Linked DNA regions of Mus musculus: region 1 is linked to region 2. A link is a contact called in public HiChIP or PLAC-seq data. All regions are on one chromosome and are shown on one strand. The core of a region is the stretch at or near the end of the contact, and the rest is flanking DNA. Distances in the headings are between cores, read along the strand shown.

Evidence for each region. HiChIP or PLAC-seq counts read pairs in DNA pulled down with a chosen protein or histone mark.
Region 1: an H3K4me3 HiChIP or PLAC-seq map of the SCID.adh cell line shows a contact between it and region 2, with 8 read pairs. The contact joins the enhancer-like site here to the promoter of 2510009E07Rik in region 2. A contact is called at or near these places in 3 of 39 promoter capture datasets (the C10 cell line, the HPC-7 cell line and HPC-7-derived erythroid cells), 2 of 484 Hi-C or Micro-C datasets (cerebral cortex and nephron progenitors), 5 of 115 datasets of contacts at active chromatin or transcription factors (the SCID.adh cell line, VIP interneurons, embryonic stem cells and 2 more) and 4 of 9 other capture datasets (adipose tissue, liver, macrophages and 1 more).

Annotation. Positions count from the first base shown.
Region 1 is chr16:21,562,261-21,564,962 of GRCm38.p6, reverse strand. It overlaps Vps8 (VPS8 CORVET complex subunit), which reads right to left. Exons shown (of 47, transcript NM_001285893.1): 39 at 1,730-1,833. Among named protein-coding and RNA genes, the nearest start is that of 2510009E07Rik, 130 kb to the left of the region's middle. Within about 2 kb of position 1,357, at least 11 of the 459 cell types and tissues checked have an H3K27ac peak or open chromatin away from gene starts, as enhancers often do. A contact at or near this core is called in the SCID.adh cell line, where this site is marked.
Region 2 is chr16:21,693,331-21,696,093 of GRCm38.p6, reverse strand. 2510009E07Rik (RIKEN cDNA 2510009E07 gene) reads left to right here and starts at 1,429. Exons shown (of 2, transcript NM_001001881.2): 1 at 1,429-1,878. The coding sequence starts at 1,689.

The DNA.
Region 1 (2,702 bases), core at 108-2,607, 130 kb after region 2:
CTGGGGAATAGAAATACGATGGAATGAGTTTGTGTGAGTTCTTCAATGGCACTGCATCCCAGGATCTAAAACTAAACTGCAGTAAAAGGCACAGCGCATAATCCTAACCGAGTGCAGTTACCCAGACCTTCTGATGCTGGTTTATTGGGAGCTGACAAGGTAAAGAGATATTTATATGCAGGTTAGAGATTCCTTGGCTCCTAGAGAAGATAGAACATACTATGTTTAAGAGAAAGTATCCTTTGGTTTATTTTTTCCAAAACTTATCAGCCTGGGCAGACAAAAACATCCAGGGTGATATTCCTCAAATGGTGATGATGGCTATCTCTGGGTTATCACAAGACTCTATTGTAATTTTTCTTTTTAAATCTTTCTGCGAACTTTCTATATTTTATGACTTTCTTTTTTTCTTCTTCTTGTGGGGTGTGTGTGTTTGCATGTTTATGTGTATGTGTGCATGCATGTGTGTGGCTGTGTGTGCATTCATGTGTATGGGTATGTGTGCACACATGTGTGTACAAATGGAGATGCTCAGTCAAACCCACAGTGTATACAAGGCTAGTCCTCCAGAAGTCACCCCCCCTGGGGTTTACACGGCCTCTGGGGGTCTGAACTCCAGCCCTCTTGCTCATGGCAAGGCTTTTAACTGCTGCATCAGTTCCCGGTCTGCATTACTGCATGATTTCTAAAGGTATTTGTATTATCTTATCAGAAAGTCTTTAACGTTTATGTGAAATATGTTCCTTATGCATACTTTTTATAATCCCTGACAAAAACATAATACATTATAAATTATGAAAACAGCAAACATATCCAAGATGTACTTTTTATTTTAATATAAATAAATAGTCAATATATATGAAAAGCTAAACGTAGTTCCCAATTCAAGAACCAGGATGTGGGAATTAGGCCCTGCTACCAGCATGAAGCCGGAGTCAGGAGCACCAGAAGGCAAGGACAGAGAGTGGGGCTGTGTGACTAAGTACCACCACATTGCTTCTAGAACAAGGAACTCAGCAGCTGTCCACCCTAAGCCACCTGGAGCTGCTGTTTCACTGCCATAACTAGCACCTGCACCCGATGCTCAGCCGGACCTCCCTTGGGCTCATGCTTTAACTTTGCTCAGTCCACTGTTAACAGCAGAGCCCTCTAACCATGGCTACCACTATAATCAGTACACAGCATTAGGACACACTGATGGCTGGGTCAGTTAATTTATATGGGGTACAGCACCAGGAATGAATATTCCAAAGCCCCCAGGCCACTCCATGTAGCCAAGGCCCACTCCATGTAGCCAAGGCTGAGGGTCACCATATTATAGCTGCTCTTTACCCTCTGCTGCACTCTGGGTTCCTGAAGGGCTTAGCTCTCACTCTCAGCCACTGTGGGCAGAGGAGATGACAGCTGACTACAAGGACATGGTTCCACCACCCAGCACAAACAGAAACTCCACCGACTGCACGGACACCACAGATGCCACAGGGGCCCAGCGTTCCCACGCCTAACACTCGGCAGCCCAATCTATGGACATGAGGCCTCTGTGGAAAGAAAGAAAGCAGATACTCCTGACAGGAGCGCCAAGAGCCTTACACTCCTGGGAACACCAAAGAGTGACTAAAGCCCAGATGAATTAAATCCAGGTGTCTAGGAGGGCTGTGGAAATAGAATTGACTCCTAGTTTCCACACAGAACAAGTGTTTAAAGGGCTATGCATATATCAGCTACCCACCTCTCGTTGCTGCTGATTCAAATTCTGTGAATTTCTCTGGCAAAGAGCAATTGTCTCTACCATGGTATCTTCAACACCTTTCAGCAGGATGTCCTCCTTGGTATCTAAATTTGGTAAGAGGATAAGTGCCATTAAAGATATGCCACTATCTCCTCAGAGCCTCTGTGAACCGCACTCCATCCTATGTGTGTGTGTGTGTGTGTGTGTGTGTGTGTGTGTGTGTGTGTGTTCCAAAAGGTTTTAACCAAAGAGTTGGGAGACACTCCCTGAACATGGGTGTCAATACCCCAAGGGCTGGAGTCCAGACAACAGGAGCAGGAGGAGGAGGGGGAGGGGGAAGGGGAGGGGTAGGGGAGGGGAAGGGGGAGAGCAGTGACAGCAGTGATGGCAGCAGCAGCTTCAGTCAGTGACCTCTCTTCCTGACTGAAAGTCACTTGACCTGCTGCCTCAGGCTCTTGCCACCACAGCTGCAGCTGCTCTTGCCCCACACCCTCCCCACTCTGAAGGATTGCACTCAAAAATTAGGAGCTAAAAGAAATGTTCCTTCCTCAGTCACTTTGTTCAAATATCTCGTCACAGCTTAATAAAGGTAACTAGTACCCAAGCCAAATCCAACTTATTCCACTCATTTCAAAACTGCTTCTCCCCTAATCTCCACAGGGAATTAAAGACTTATCACCTCCATCATGCCTGACTCATGAGTTGTTCTCATCTGTGATGCTTTGCTCTCTGTACCCCTGGTTCATTCTTTCTATCTGTAAACCTTCTGTGCCTCCAAGCTGTCCCCTGATGGAGCACTGGCTCTTCACTGAATTTCTGGCTGCCAACCCTGCCTTTCTGTTCTCTATCAAGAAACCACTAAAGATCCCTAAGCCTTAAAAACAGAGACTCTGCCTGAGTAACACAGCCAAGACTCGGCTCATCTCTGTGCTCTCCCCGAGGTTACTAGCTAGCCCCTTCCACACACTCCCAT
Region 2 (2,763 bases), core at 180-2,679:
AGCCGTGAGCTGCTTTGGGACTTAAGTGGGTGGGCACCTGGGAGATAGGTGAAGCATGGCACCTTGTGTTTACCTCAGTTCAATGTTAGGTTAACGGGGAGCCAGAATTTGTCACTTAGATGGGACAGTTGTTGAAATCAGCCGTTGCCATCTGAGTTTACCTCAATCCCTGACACATGAAGATTTCACAGAGTCAGACATATGCAAATTAGATTTCCCTTCCTAAGCCAAGGTTAAATAAAAGGGAAAATTATGAAAGGGTGCTTATGGCAGCAAAGAGTTTTGAGGACTTGAGGATGAATTTCGTTTAAAACCAGGATAGAGCTCATTGCCAAACAGGAAGGGGATAAAGGGAAGGGAAAGGAGATCTGGGGAAAGCACGGTCCAGCCCAGCATTTGTGCTGAGAGGCTCTGTTGCGGACCCTCTGCGATTACAGGCATTTTCCTGGGCCCGGTGTAGCATTTGGCAAGGAAGCAGAGGGAAGGCGTTCCTCCTTTCGGTGTTTTAGACTGGGCACTGGCCCGCGTGGTAGGGGAAGCACTGCTCCCGTAAACGAAAGATTCATTTTTCTCTTCTCTGGTTCAGTCTGGGATGGAAGACCCATTTGAAACAAGTTGTGGCCAGCAGGGCGGTCTAACAAGCAGACTGGGGGAGGTGGGAGAGGGACCTGCAGCCTAGGCAGCCACACCCATTGGCTAGGCTGGGCCACATGTCAGTCTGTGTACCCATGTCCGACCGTGTCAACTCCACACATGTAATCCATGCATAAATTTACTACGCCATTCCAGCCCACCATACCGCCACACACGCAGTTCAACTGATGCAGTTAATCACGCTAGGGCGTCCACACTCACAACACACACACACACACACACACACACACACACACACACACACACACTCACACACGACTATACGACTGGCGTGTAATGTCTATGGCCACACAGACACTGCAAGCCACTCAGTGCATCCCCACACCCTACACGTATCAAGACAGAAACCTAACAGATTCTCCCACCCTGACTGCCCAAAGCCCCGCACCCAGGACTAGTTCCGGGAGGCTGGCACAGGGAAGAACCCGCGAGGTCATCGCCCGCTGCCATCCGGCGGCTCCAGGACAGCCCGGGCGAGTGTGTGCCCAGCAGGACGCCACGGCGCGACGGGGAGGGAGTGCTAAGGACCAGGCTAGACCCTGTGCCTAAAGGCTGCGGGAGAAGGCCGGACTGTAGCCGGAGGTACGCCCTCCCAACCCGAGGGCGTAGGGGATGTGTGCTGACTGTCCTATGGGCATGTGGGACCCGCTGGCCGGGGGCAGAGGCGACGCGCGCAACGCCACCGCGAGGGGATGGGCTCGCAGAGGGGCGCGGCGGTCTAAGTGTGCGCGTGCGCGTGCAGGCGTGGCGGCCCGAGTGGGGAGGAGGGAGCAGGGAGGACGACAGAGAGAGACGGGAGGAGGGAGCAAAGAGGAGGGAGGAGAGGAGAGGAGAAAGAAGGGAGGAGGGAGCAGGGCGCAGAAGGGAGCAGGGCGCGGGGAGGCAGCAGGCCTGGCCGGGTCGCTGCTCCCTCCCCGGGCGGCTCCTCGGCAGCGGGTGTTCGCCGCGCCTCCAGCCCGCAACCCACCCTCGCCCTGCCCGGCCCGCGCCTCTGCCCTGTCCTAGGCTCCCGGCCCGGCTCTTCAACCGGAGAGATGAGTGCGGCCACGGCGCCCGAGCGCGGCTGGAAGAGCGAGAAAGTGGACGAGGCGCAGGCCCTGGCGCGGAGCTGCGCCGCCCGCAGACCCGACTTCCAGCCGTGCGACGGGCTGTCCATCTGTGCCACGCACAGCCACGGCAAGTGCTTCAAGCTGCACTGGTGCTGTCACCTGGGATGGTGTCACTGTAAGTGGAGCCGCGTCGGCCTGCTGTCGCCCGCCTGCGGCCGGGTGCTACCCGGACGACGGGAGGAAATCCCGGGGGAACCTAGCTGTAGTCACAAAAGGGAACCTTCCTACCCACAGGAGCCTGGGGCTGGCTTTCTTTGCCGTTCTTTTAGATACTTGCTCAGAGCCGCCAGAGCGGACGCGCGCCAGCAGGGTAGCCCTTTCAGCGGTGGGGGGTGGGCACGGACATACCCCTTTCACTTTCTTGCCTGTTCTTTCTGGCTGCTGTTGAACAGAAAGAACCCTAGGTCCTAGCGATTCCCATTTATTTAATGTATCCAGATCGAGAAAGAACCAAAGTATGAAGAATGGCTTCTAAGAAGTTAAAAGGAACAGTTTGAAGAGCAAACTCCTTCGACACCCAGTTACAGCGTTTGAGCCAAGCCAGGACTAGTCTAGTCCTAGGCCAGTTGTATTTATCCTGAGAGTTTTAAATAGATTAAACTTAAGTAGCCATTTAATCAGCATTCCACAATTTGATTACTTCATGGCATTTAGCTTAATCCGACTGCTGAATCATTTCTTTTTAGAAACATTCTGAAGTCGGTTTCCATATAATCTTAGATTTGGAGGGCTTTGCCGTGCTTAAGACACATTTTCCAAGTGATCTTCAATCAAACTTTTCCCCCCTGTTATTTAGGAGGATATGGTTTACAAGGAGAGCTACAATATGTAACAAATCTTTATTTGCTTTTAATTGAGAATATTTGAATGTCTTAGTTGAGTTTATAAATTAAAGGATAGAAAATCCTTGCTTTTCCTTATAAATTCAAGGTACCTGGAGAGCGAATATTGATTTTGTTGTTCCTCTGCTGATGAGGACAAACAGGATGTTCTTGCTTCT